Linked DNA regions of Gasterosteus aculeatus: region 1 is linked to region 2. Evidence: chromatin contacts called from public Hi-C data. All regions are on one chromosome and are shown on one strand. Each heading gives the region's core, a stretch centred on a gene start, on an enhancer-like site or on the middle of the called end of the contact. The rest is flanking DNA. Distances are from core to core; before and after follow the strand shown.

Evidence for each region. A called contact is a pair of places that touch in the nucleus more often than the background predicts.
Region 1: a Hi-C map of liver shows a contact between it and region 2, with 7 times the contacts expected there. The contact joins two enhancer-like sites. A contact is called at or near these places in 6 of 6 Hi-C or Micro-C datasets (blood and trunk muscle, liver, skeletal muscle and 2 more).

What each region holds. Positions count from the first base shown.
Region 1 is chr10:13,852,484-13,857,814 of fGasAcu3.hap1.1, forward strand. No RefSeq gene overlaps it. Among protein-coding and RNA genes, the nearest start is that of arid1ab, 9.8 kb to the left of the region's middle. Within about 2 kb of position 3,653, at least 9 of the 9 cell types and tissues checked have open chromatin away from gene starts, as enhancers often do. A contact at or near this core is called in liver, where this site is marked.
Region 2 is chr10:13,800,026-13,805,424 of fGasAcu3.hap1.1, forward strand. It overlaps arid1ab (AT-rich interactive domain 1Ab), which reads right to left. Exons shown (of 20, transcript XM_078080863.1): 20 at 3,854-5,399. The coding sequence ends at 5,360. Among protein-coding and RNA genes, the nearest start is that of LOC120827085, 11 kb to the left of the region's middle. Within about 2 kb of position 1,401, at least 5 of the 9 cell types and tissues checked have open chromatin away from gene starts, as enhancers often do. A contact at or near this core is called in liver, where this site is marked.

The sequences.
Region 1 (5,331 bases), core at 2,403-4,902, 55 kb after region 2:
AGGTGCATCACCTCGGACAAATTCCACATGTGTTGCCCCCCGTTATCTTCCAATGTCTGCTTGGACTAGAAAAACCAATGAAGAGAGCCGGCCATTAGAATGTGGATCAAAATGAATAAATAAATAAGTGTTCCCAATAATGCTCACAAGGAAAAGTCCATTAAATACACAATATCTCCTCATTTATTAACACAGTGTAACAGTGTCTTAGGTATGAACCTTCTCGCCAAAATATTTGGCTGAATGCCTGTCCGAGAGATTTTGATATCCCCCGTTTGATAACAGCAGGCGCCACATACGCAATCCCCACTGAGGCTGTTCCCATAAAAAGGGCTCGAGGAACAGTCAGAGACAATAGGCAGAAAGGAGAGACATTTACCGAAGAATATAGCTTAAGTAATTTATTCTGCCTCATTTTAACCTGCCAGAGAGCCTATTTTAAGAGAATATAAAAATGGGCGGGGGGGGGGGAGGGAGTTGCTGAAAACAATGCATTTTAAAAGAGGCTCTTCCCCCCAGTGTGCCTTTATCTGTCGGTCAAACCCGGCAACGTAAACACATATTAAGGGGGGGAGACAGAGGGGTTTCCATAGCCACAGCTTTAAATGGCACTGCCGTGCAGCACACAGCACACCGACCCCCCTCCTCCTTTGCAACACTGTTTATTTGCTGTTGTGTTGGAAGAATTCAGGTTGTGCAGAAAGCGCTGATAGTGAGGCTCGGCTTCCGCTGCAAGAGAGAGAAGAGAGAGACGGAGGAGGGCCGAGCCCGCTGAGGGAGGGAGGGAAGGAAGAAAAAAACAAAAACATACAAGGCCGGTTATGCAGAAACACCGATTTAATGTAAGGCTTGGCTCTGTGTTATAAGCAGCGGAGGGAGGAAAAAGCCGGTGTGGACTGGCAGGAAGAGGGAGACCGAGAGCAGAGGAACAGGAAGCCGTCTCGTCCCGTCCCCCCCCCCCCGGCCTGCCCCCGCAGACCGAGCACTCAGATTAGCTGTTGGAGGGACTCGGTCGTGTAGATGTCCTGGGGCCTGCACCCACACCGGACCCTCTCTCCCTGCACGGGGGAGCACGGTACCCCCGCTACCCCCCTCGATGAAGCAGCCACCGCCCCCTCTTTGGATAAACAGTGCTATAACACAGTGAATTAGCAGCACGAACCCTGGGGAAATCAGGTCTCCCTACAATAAACCCCCCCCTCATACCTCCACCCACCACCGACTATCCCTGATTTTTATGTTTTCAAGCTCAATAACACATTTATTATTAAATATTGTTTACTGGAATCCCATGCACGTTGGGTTGTGATTTCAAATGTGCCCCCCCCCCCCCCTCTCCACCCACCTTTTGGATGAATTCATTACGTTACATGATATTTCATAAGCAGTTATCGATTGTAGCCGTGGGCCACAGAATTTCAGCACAGTCTTTGATTTTGTAATCCGTGCAGAGGAATTATATTACAGCCTCAAATCCAAGACATAAAAAGCCTCCAGTTAATGTCATTTGTCCGGATATTTCACTTCTGGTGCGCTCGGTTCATCGGCCTCCGGGTGCAGCTGAGCTTCTCCCTCGGAGGTCTTTAGTCCGGCAAGACGTAAAACATCAAGCATGTAAGCAAGAGGCACATTTCATCTGCACAATGTGCTCCGTGAAACGGGAGGGGAAGCCATTCTTGCCGAGCCACAATAAAAGCTTTCTCCAACCCCCCCCCCCCCCCCCCCCCCCCCTGATTCTGTTTGTTCTGTCGTCTCTGCTGGAGACCAGGTAGGAACCCCTTAACTGTGGCTTCTCACCCGCCGCTTAATCTTACCCACAATCACATTCAGTGACAGCCGCACAAAAGCCGTCCGGCGAGCCCGACAAGGCTCCGCTATTATGTAACCACTGACAGCTGGGCTTTCAAGGGATGGGTGAACCCCCCCCACCCCCCACCCCCATCCGCGTGGCAGCACTTTGTGTCAACCAGACGTTGTAGTCAAGAAAGGGCCCGCGTGGAGAAAAGGCCATTATCAGGCCGGGCAGAAGCACACAGTCCCAATAATAAACACGCCGAGTGATGGAGTCCAAATCCAAAGCGGGCAGCCGCGACCCCAACATTTCCTCCGGATACCTCGTGGAATGTCACGATGTATCTGGGAACGGTTTGACATTTGGTGACAAACGCATCAGCGGCCCGTTAAAGCTTTATTAAAGACGATAATGCAGCCAAAAACAGGTATTTCTGTTAGAAATGATGGCGCTCTATGATGCAGAAATAGATGAGAGGATGTTTTTGGTTGCATTTCAACCAATTTCACCTAGATACAGATTCCCTGTGTCTTAAAAAAAAAAAAGTGTAAACAGGCACATGTGCGCGTGTGTTTGAAGTTTCTTCGCTCCAAAGGGGGCGACTTTCCCCCGTGGTTTTTCTTAATGTGTCACCTCTTTGAAAACGGTGGCACATGACACTGAACACAGAGGCCCCCAAATGTTTGATTAAACTGTGCATTGCCTCCCTTTAGGCCGACGTCTCCGACGGGTCTTTGATGCTCGTGAACACACAGCGGAGCCAAAAGACCCAGAATGGCAGGGGGACAATTGACAGACGGTGTGTTGGTTTTGCCACGCTTTCCCAATGATTCCCTGTTGTTTTAGAGAAGAATTGCTGCCAGTGGCGGCATTCCGGGGCAGCCAGTCTGGAGAGATTGTACAGGACGAGGGCCGCCGTCTAGATACGGTAGATCTAAACATGTCTGTGGTCACGCAGACCTGGCCTTCAACGGGCTCCTTTTAGCCCAAAATGGCTCTGGTTTTGTCATATCGCTGCCTGAGCATGCATTTAAACTGGAGTACACCATGCACAGCCAATGAGTAGCGCTTCTGTTTGTCCATACAAACCTGCAGCAACATATAGAAGTGGAACGAATTATTCAGATGAAGGTAGAAATTGAAACACGCAAACAAAAAAAAAAGTGAATTTATTGTCAAGAATTTGAAAAGAAAAGATAAATTGCGGCTTTTTCCAAAGCAGTTTGGCATTGAACTCAGAGCACCGAGCTGATTTGGGTCTTCATGTGGATTATCAACGAGTAAATATCTGTTTTTAGGTATATTTACTACATTATATGTGTTATAGCATATGGTAACGTCTTGCAAACCTTTCCACAACATCCCAACATGTCCGCCTGGCTGGTGCAGTTTTCAGAGGCGGATGCAGTGGTTGATTCGGACCTGACAAAACCTCCCGTTTTCATTTCTGTGGGGACTTTTGTGACTTCTTGTGAGTCCCTGTTAACCGCCCAACAGTTTAACCGGTTCCATCCTCCTCTTAGCTGATGTCTGGACTCTCACAGTTGAGGCAGAGATTGTCATGTCTAGATAGAGGTCATAGTACAGCAACCGCTCTCTAACACACGGGCACTTCATGAGCACCCACAGTGGCTAAAAACAGGAAAACGCTTTAAAATCGGAGACGATTTTACTGTTAATATTATCGTCAAACGCGTCTTTTGGGCCGAGGAAAACATTATCACACTTCTCTTTTATTATTCCACTTTTAAAATGTGTTTTTGCTTCAGATTAAAATCAAAATCCAGTCCGGTTCTTCCACGCAGCCCGAGCCTCAATTTACTGTGTGTGCTTTCAGCGCCGCACTACTCACTGGCAACCTTAAGGGTTCCTCCGCGGCTCACTTGCTTGTGCTTGTGTGTGACTCTTGTTTTACGGCACAAAACGACACGCCGAGCAACGCGTAACGTCGCGTAAAACCAACCACAATAGTTATTTCTGACTGTCTTTTCGAGGGCTATTCTCTAGGTTACGTTCCAACGCCGGAAGGCCAGGTTTAGGGAACTTGGGCGCACTATTTCGCCCCAGCTGTCCTCTCTTTCTAACGCATACAATACATTCCTGTGTTGTTCCGCGGTGTGATAAGGCCCTGCCTGCCTGCTGTTCCTGTAAACTCCCGCCTTGACTCAATGAGCGAGAGAGGCCCAGAGACATGGAGGGAGAACCGAGAGAGAGAGAGGAATAGCCCTATGAAGCAAGCAGGCCCACAGCACCCACACTGGAGTTCATATTCCATTTTAGAGCACGCGTCAAGTTTGCAGGGTATAATGAACACGGTTATCGCATCGCAAAATAATGACTCACACATTGCAGAGCGGAGAAATATCAATTCACTCCACAAAACTGCCGCCGTAACGAATGATTCCAAACTCTACGTCCACTCGATTACGCAGTAACTGACAATAATCGAGTGCCTGCTGCTTATACGCATGTACCCACAAAATGGTCCTTTATTAACAGGGAGATGTCATTTTTCATAGCGACATGAGCCATAATGTTAAATCGTAGTCATTGAGAGGAATCTTATTTAAATGCCCATTTTTTACAAAGTCAACATGCCCTTCAACTGACATTTATAGCTAAGCTGGAGCTATTTGGTGCTGAAATCATCTTATTTCTGACTAGTTCGATCAATTTAGGTGAGCTGTCAAAGATAATATATATATATATATAATAGAAAGAGACTCAAGATATTGAGTGTTCCACTTACATGTGTGTGTATCGTGACTTTTTCTTGTATTTTATCACCTTTGTTTTATTCCTATAACATCCCGGTTCATATCTAGTTCTGCTGCAGTGAATTTGTTGTAGCCTCCTCTTCTTGTGCTCCTTCTCGCGAGTGACCCGAAAGAAGCACCTCCTGGTCGGTTCTGCATCTTTAACCATCCGTTCATTCCTCACCGGGCCGCGAGCAGCAGCTCGGCGTGGTCGTGTGACGAGGACTGATGCTTTCGCAGTCAGGTTGCGTGCAAAAACCAAATTCCCCTGCCCCTAAGTGACAGTTTATGGTCTTTGATTTGGTTTGGCTGGAGATTGCCAGGCAACAAAACTACCCCGAGTCCTGAATAAAACAGCCATCTGTTCCACAGCCCGGTAAAACTGAATTAATTTGACACACCGGCTAATCCTGGAATTCAGCTTGAGATTGATTCTTTTTTAAGACCAAAATCCCAACTAGTTTACGTTGCAGAGCATATGAGATATGAGGTATGAGATTTGAGCGCATTGCTTCGTAACATCTTCACTCGACATGTTGCAACAACAAAAACAAAAAATGTGGGGGGGGGGGTGAATGAAACTTTGACATGACGAATGAAAAAATAAAGAAGAAGCCATTGTTTGTGCTGTAAAGCGGGTCACGGCGTGTAATCCCCTTGTCTCGGCTAAAAGCTGGCCGTTGCCCGCTCTCCGCCTAGACGCCGCCGCTCGGGACCAGAAGACCCTACAAATCTGCGATGGATCGCAGCGCACCCCGAGGAGTACGACTGATGACAGCCAAG
Region 2 (5,399 bases), core at 151-2,650:
ATAACGACACACATCTATAGCAAATTGTAAATTGGCTTATTTGAGGAAATTGCACTTTCTTGTTTCTTGTTCTTCTGAGTTTGTACCCCTATGGTTGAATGCACTTATTGTAAGTCGCTTTGGATAAAAGCGTCAACTCAATGACATGTAATGTAATGTAATGTAATGTAAAGGCAGCTGACAGCTGATGCATGTTTGTCATACATGACACACTTGACTATTTGGTTGAATTGGTATTTAACAAGTTCTTTAATTATTGGCTTTGTCATTTTTAAATGCACGCACCGTCCTTTTGGGTCCAAGGACAAGGCATGGCACCCGAGTCTTCGGAGTGCCGTCAATTTGTCTCCCTCGTTTGCTAATCAGCTGAGCGAAACAACCTTAAATAAAGGCTATGGAGCAAAGACAAAGAGTTCGTAATAAAATAGCTTGGGTAAGTAAGCCCGTGTTCTCTGCAAGATTGTAAATCATCCACGTAGGAAGTATAAAGTACGGGAGTGGGGGGGATTCACTGGGTTTATGAGAAATCATAAAGAATGCCCAAAGTCAAGGAAGGCAAAAGGCAGGCTGTCAGGTGACATGCGTCCGGTAGCGGTCCATTAGAGTAGTCAAAACTCACCCCTCAGATAAAAGATGTTAATAATACTTTTAATGACAAAATTACAGATGGACTACAAGGAAGCATCTTCGATGCCTTCATGTGTTGTTACAGTGCTGAGACATGCAGATGAAACACACAACCAGGTTCATAGTATTTGTTGCCAAAGTGGCAAACGGTTACTCACATGATCTGTGTTTCTCTGTCGAGATTGTTAATTCAGGTGAACGGATGAAGGGTAGAACATGTTATTGGTTTAAAATAATTCATGGGAAAAAAAGTTAAAATTTGTTAGGTGGAAAAATGTCATGGATAGCGTTGTAAATCATCCACGCAAGACTGGATGTTGATGCCAATTTTTCAGGAGGCAGTACAAAGTACGGTAGTGGGGGAAGATTCACTGGGTTTACGAGAAATCATAAAGAATGCCCAAAGCCGAGGAACATAAGCAAGAGGCTTGCTGTCAAGTGACATGTGTCCGGTAGCAGTCCACACCACAGGTAGAGGCAGTGGGGGTGGAGGGGAGGGGGGGCAGCTCACAAATGCTGACACATGAGTCCATGTTTCGGAACACCTAAGTATCTTTGTGTTCACTGAATTTCCTGAAAATGTATCACGTGATGACATATATATGATTAATTCATTTCAATCATTTTCTTGCGCTAGAAACTAAACTAACAAACTAAAAGTGATGCAGTCAATATTTTACTTTATTCTTTTTTTATTGAAAAAGGTGCTTTGCGTTATTCAGAACTTCATTGGTTATATGAAGTGTCAGTCACCAGCACATTCGTTTGCAACTGTCTTTTTACGAAAGAAAAAGGGCAGGCACCTTCTGCACAGTGCGGACTCTCATTGGCTGTTGAACTTTGAGGGAAAGACATCGGGGCTGCTATTGGCACAGAGACTTGTGAATAAAAATGTCATGGAAAAAAGAAAAAACATGTTGATTGAAAAAACATGGGTGGCAAATTTTCATGGAATAAAAAGTCAAAAAAGTGATGCCAAAATTGCATAAAAGTGGGCCAAAATATTTAATATTTATATAAGAAATGCCATGGAAAAAAAATATTTTAAAAATGTAGTTGGAAAATGTCATAAAAAACTAATGAATTCAACTAATGTTGGTATTGTATGATGAAAGAAATTTAATAATTCAGCTTCAATAAAAAGTCTAAGCCCTGCATGGACCCGCTGTAATGAGATGTTCTGACCAGACGAGAGCGCCATTTGTTCACAGCAAAAAAAAAGAACCTTCTTCAGAACAAGTTGAAACTATTTACATACAATTCATTTGTTAATATAATTAATATTGCATAACAGAGTATACATGGAAACATAGAGGAATACATTTCCTGGGCCCATGCGCTCAGTCAATTACTATAATTATGTATGTGCTGTACGCTGCTTATGGTTGTATAGACATTGTCATGTGACGCACGACTAATTTCACAACCTAATGAGGCAAATCTCAGTGATCACCCACTGTGGCTTGAGCAGAAATCAATATGGGAACTTACCGTGTATTAACAATGTTCGATTGAATGGATATTGGAAACAACTTGTAGGGGGGTCAATGAAAGTGAAACTGGGAGGGGGGGTTCTACAGCACCTGTGCGGAGCAGACGTGGCAGGTAGATTCCACTGATCATTTCTAGATGCAGCTGCACGGGGGCTGAATGCGCGCTCACTAAAGTCCCAATGTCAGAAGCCAATTAGAAGGAGAAGCATTCGAGTGCTTGTAGTGGAATAATCCTTCTAACAAAAATCTATTCGATAGCAGAGCCCCCCCAAATATCCTCCAGAGTATTCAGAGTGAAAATCCCCTCAGAGAGGCCTCACATATGAGCAGAAAGCAAATATTTCATAGACAATATTCAAATGACATGAAAGCCAGGCTGCCTGCCACATTCTTTTACTTTTATAAAAACTATGAAATGTTTCTGCATTTATGGACAGAAAGTTTAAACTGTGTCCTTGATGCTGGATTATTTAAGATTCGGCTAAAAGCATTTTACTGTTTTTAGCTGTGTTTCTACACAGAATCTGTTTTTACCACTACGATACAATTGAGTTATCTACATTTTTCTATCCTACTTGTGACTGTACTCGTAACAGTTCTTTAGCGATGGTACGTTACTTTGGTCCAGACTGAAATATCTCAACTATCTGATGGATTCGCATAAAATGTAGTAGACCTTTATGTTCACTTATGTATCACAAAAATCAGTCTCTGTATTTGGCCAACATTTGACTTTGACCGGTAAACATGCTACACTAAGGGCTAATGGCACTAACCGGCTACTCACAAGATTTTATATTTCTAAATGTTGAAGTGAAAAGAGAAAAGGTGAAATGTACCTTGTTCTATTTTGATGCTTTGGCAACATTTAGTTTTCTGAAACTTTAATGCCAATAAAGCCATATAGTGAACTTTGTGCCAACTGTTAGCATGCTAACACGCTACCCGTTGTACCTGATCAACATGTTGCCATAAGGTCAAAATAAAAAGGTACTATATGAATGCATGTTTCTAACCGTAATCTCAACAATGCAAGAAGGCTTCTTTCAGGAGTGAAGAAGTGTATAGGAACGCCGTCATCAACTTGACGTCATAGTTTATTAGTTTTCATCTTACATTTACAAAAGAGATCTTAATCTCAGCGAGACTTCCGGAATAAATAAAGCTCAGCGGCGTGAAGCCACATCAAGCTGTGTTTGAAAGTTTTTGGTGCCACATTTAGACATGCTGGCTATTTTGTCTCTTCACTGAGGACTATAAAACTTTCTCATGCAACCTCCTGGGGGTGAAACGGATGTTTTATGCCTCCCGAATTAGTACCTCTCCCACTGCTCGAAATGAAGCAAATAGAGCTTCCATCACAATATCACAAATTCAATTCAGAGGCAATATTCAGATGATTAGGGAGAAAATAAAATAAAAGGAATATATCAAAAACTACAATAACCTCCATTTGGATGCATGACTCCGCCGGTCAGTCCTGGATTTTACTTCCATACCTGCCGAAACCACGTAGGGGTATTTTGCAATGTGATTTTCTGGATTTGTTTTAGATTCCGTCACTCACATTTGAAGAGTATGATAAAAATGACAGACCCCCACATGCTTTGTAGGGTGGAAAACCAGCAAAATGTGAACCTAATGAAAATGTCGTGATTCTATTTATTGCTGTTTCAACGACGTACGAGGGTTATCATAAAGAATTTGAAAAAATACACAGCAAACGTCTTACGAAGATTTAATGTACATTTATTCTTAACACGTGGAACATATAGTATAAAGATTTCATACTGAATAAATGATATTCATTAAGCCAAAAAAAGGAAAAAAGAGGAATTTACATCAAGTTTTTAGCTACATCATCTGAAATACAAATATGCAGAATCCGCATCACTGGAAAAAAAAAAAAAATAAACAAAATAAAAATGGGTTTCTTCATCAAGGTCTAGTTTGTCATTTATGAAGGAGCTCAATGATCTTTGTTATATTCTCTACACCCGGACTGGAGACAAACTGAAACTTGAAGTTGTGTTTGTTGGGGGTGGCGTTGGACAGCAGCTGAACACCCCCGGAGAGCGACACGAGCAGGGCGAGGCGCCTGGGTAACGGAGAGGGAGGCGTCAAGTAATCACATGGCCTACTTGATGCTGGAGGGGGGATGGCGGGTGGGGCGGGTGGGGGGGATCTTGTAATCGTCAAAGATTAAAAATGGTGACGAGCAACAGAAGTTGAGAAAGAGAGAGAAAGTGTAATGTACAACATCATATATACACTGCAGCTTGGACTGCATCTAGAGTTGAGGACCAGTCCTAAGGAGGTGACTTTTTAATATAAGGGTCAAGTCATACAATCAAGGGACAAAGAGAAGAGGTCGGGGTGTTGTAGGTTCACCATACTTTGGGGGGAAAGCCGTTTTCTCTCTCGACATTAACTAAAACTGTTTTTAAAAACTACAGTTTGCTGCCAAGCCAGCGTATCTCAGTGTGAAACAGTATTATTACAGTATGTTTACAGTTTTTTAAGGTGTACAGTACAGAAAAAAAGTCCTACAATCTACTGCACAGGCCTCCCATGACAACGGTCCGTTCACAGCCAATAGTGTGGTTCCTGTGGGGCCGAGTATATAGCATCCAAAGTTACAGCAACTATACCACACCACAGTCCGGGAGTCTATGTAGCCTCCAAACATGAACCATAATATTGTTTAGTCCGTGCCCTCTTCCCCCTGCCAACCCCGACACCCCCACTTTCCACCTCCCCCCCCCCCCCCCCCGGAGGGAGAAAGCGAGCTCACGTATCCCCCAAACTCACTGTAAACGAGACAGCAACTTTGGTTACAGTTTCTTCTTCTTTTTTTTTTTTTTTTCCTGGAGATTTTTCTTTTCATTAAAAAACAAGTCCTTTTTTTCCCCCCCGCAGGGCAGCGCGCTCTGTCCTATGCCTGGGTCCCAATCTGCTCCTCTGTGTCAGTATCTTTCCATCTCAGACGTTTAAAATCCACAGCTACTTCATGATATTCCTTCCTTTAGTGAGAAGCAGGGGTAGAAAGACAGTGGAATCCGAGGTGATTTTGCATAAATAAAACAAAAAGAAAATAAAGAATTAAAAAAAAAAAAAAAAGGACAAGTCAGTATTTGCTCTTTTCACTCACACGCGACAGACACACGCACGCACACAAAGAAAAGGGCTGAGGGGGGGAGGGAACGGAAAGAGGCGGAGCTGAAACCTCCCCACGGCTGTCATGACTGGCCAATCAGAAACAGTACGTCACAGATCACT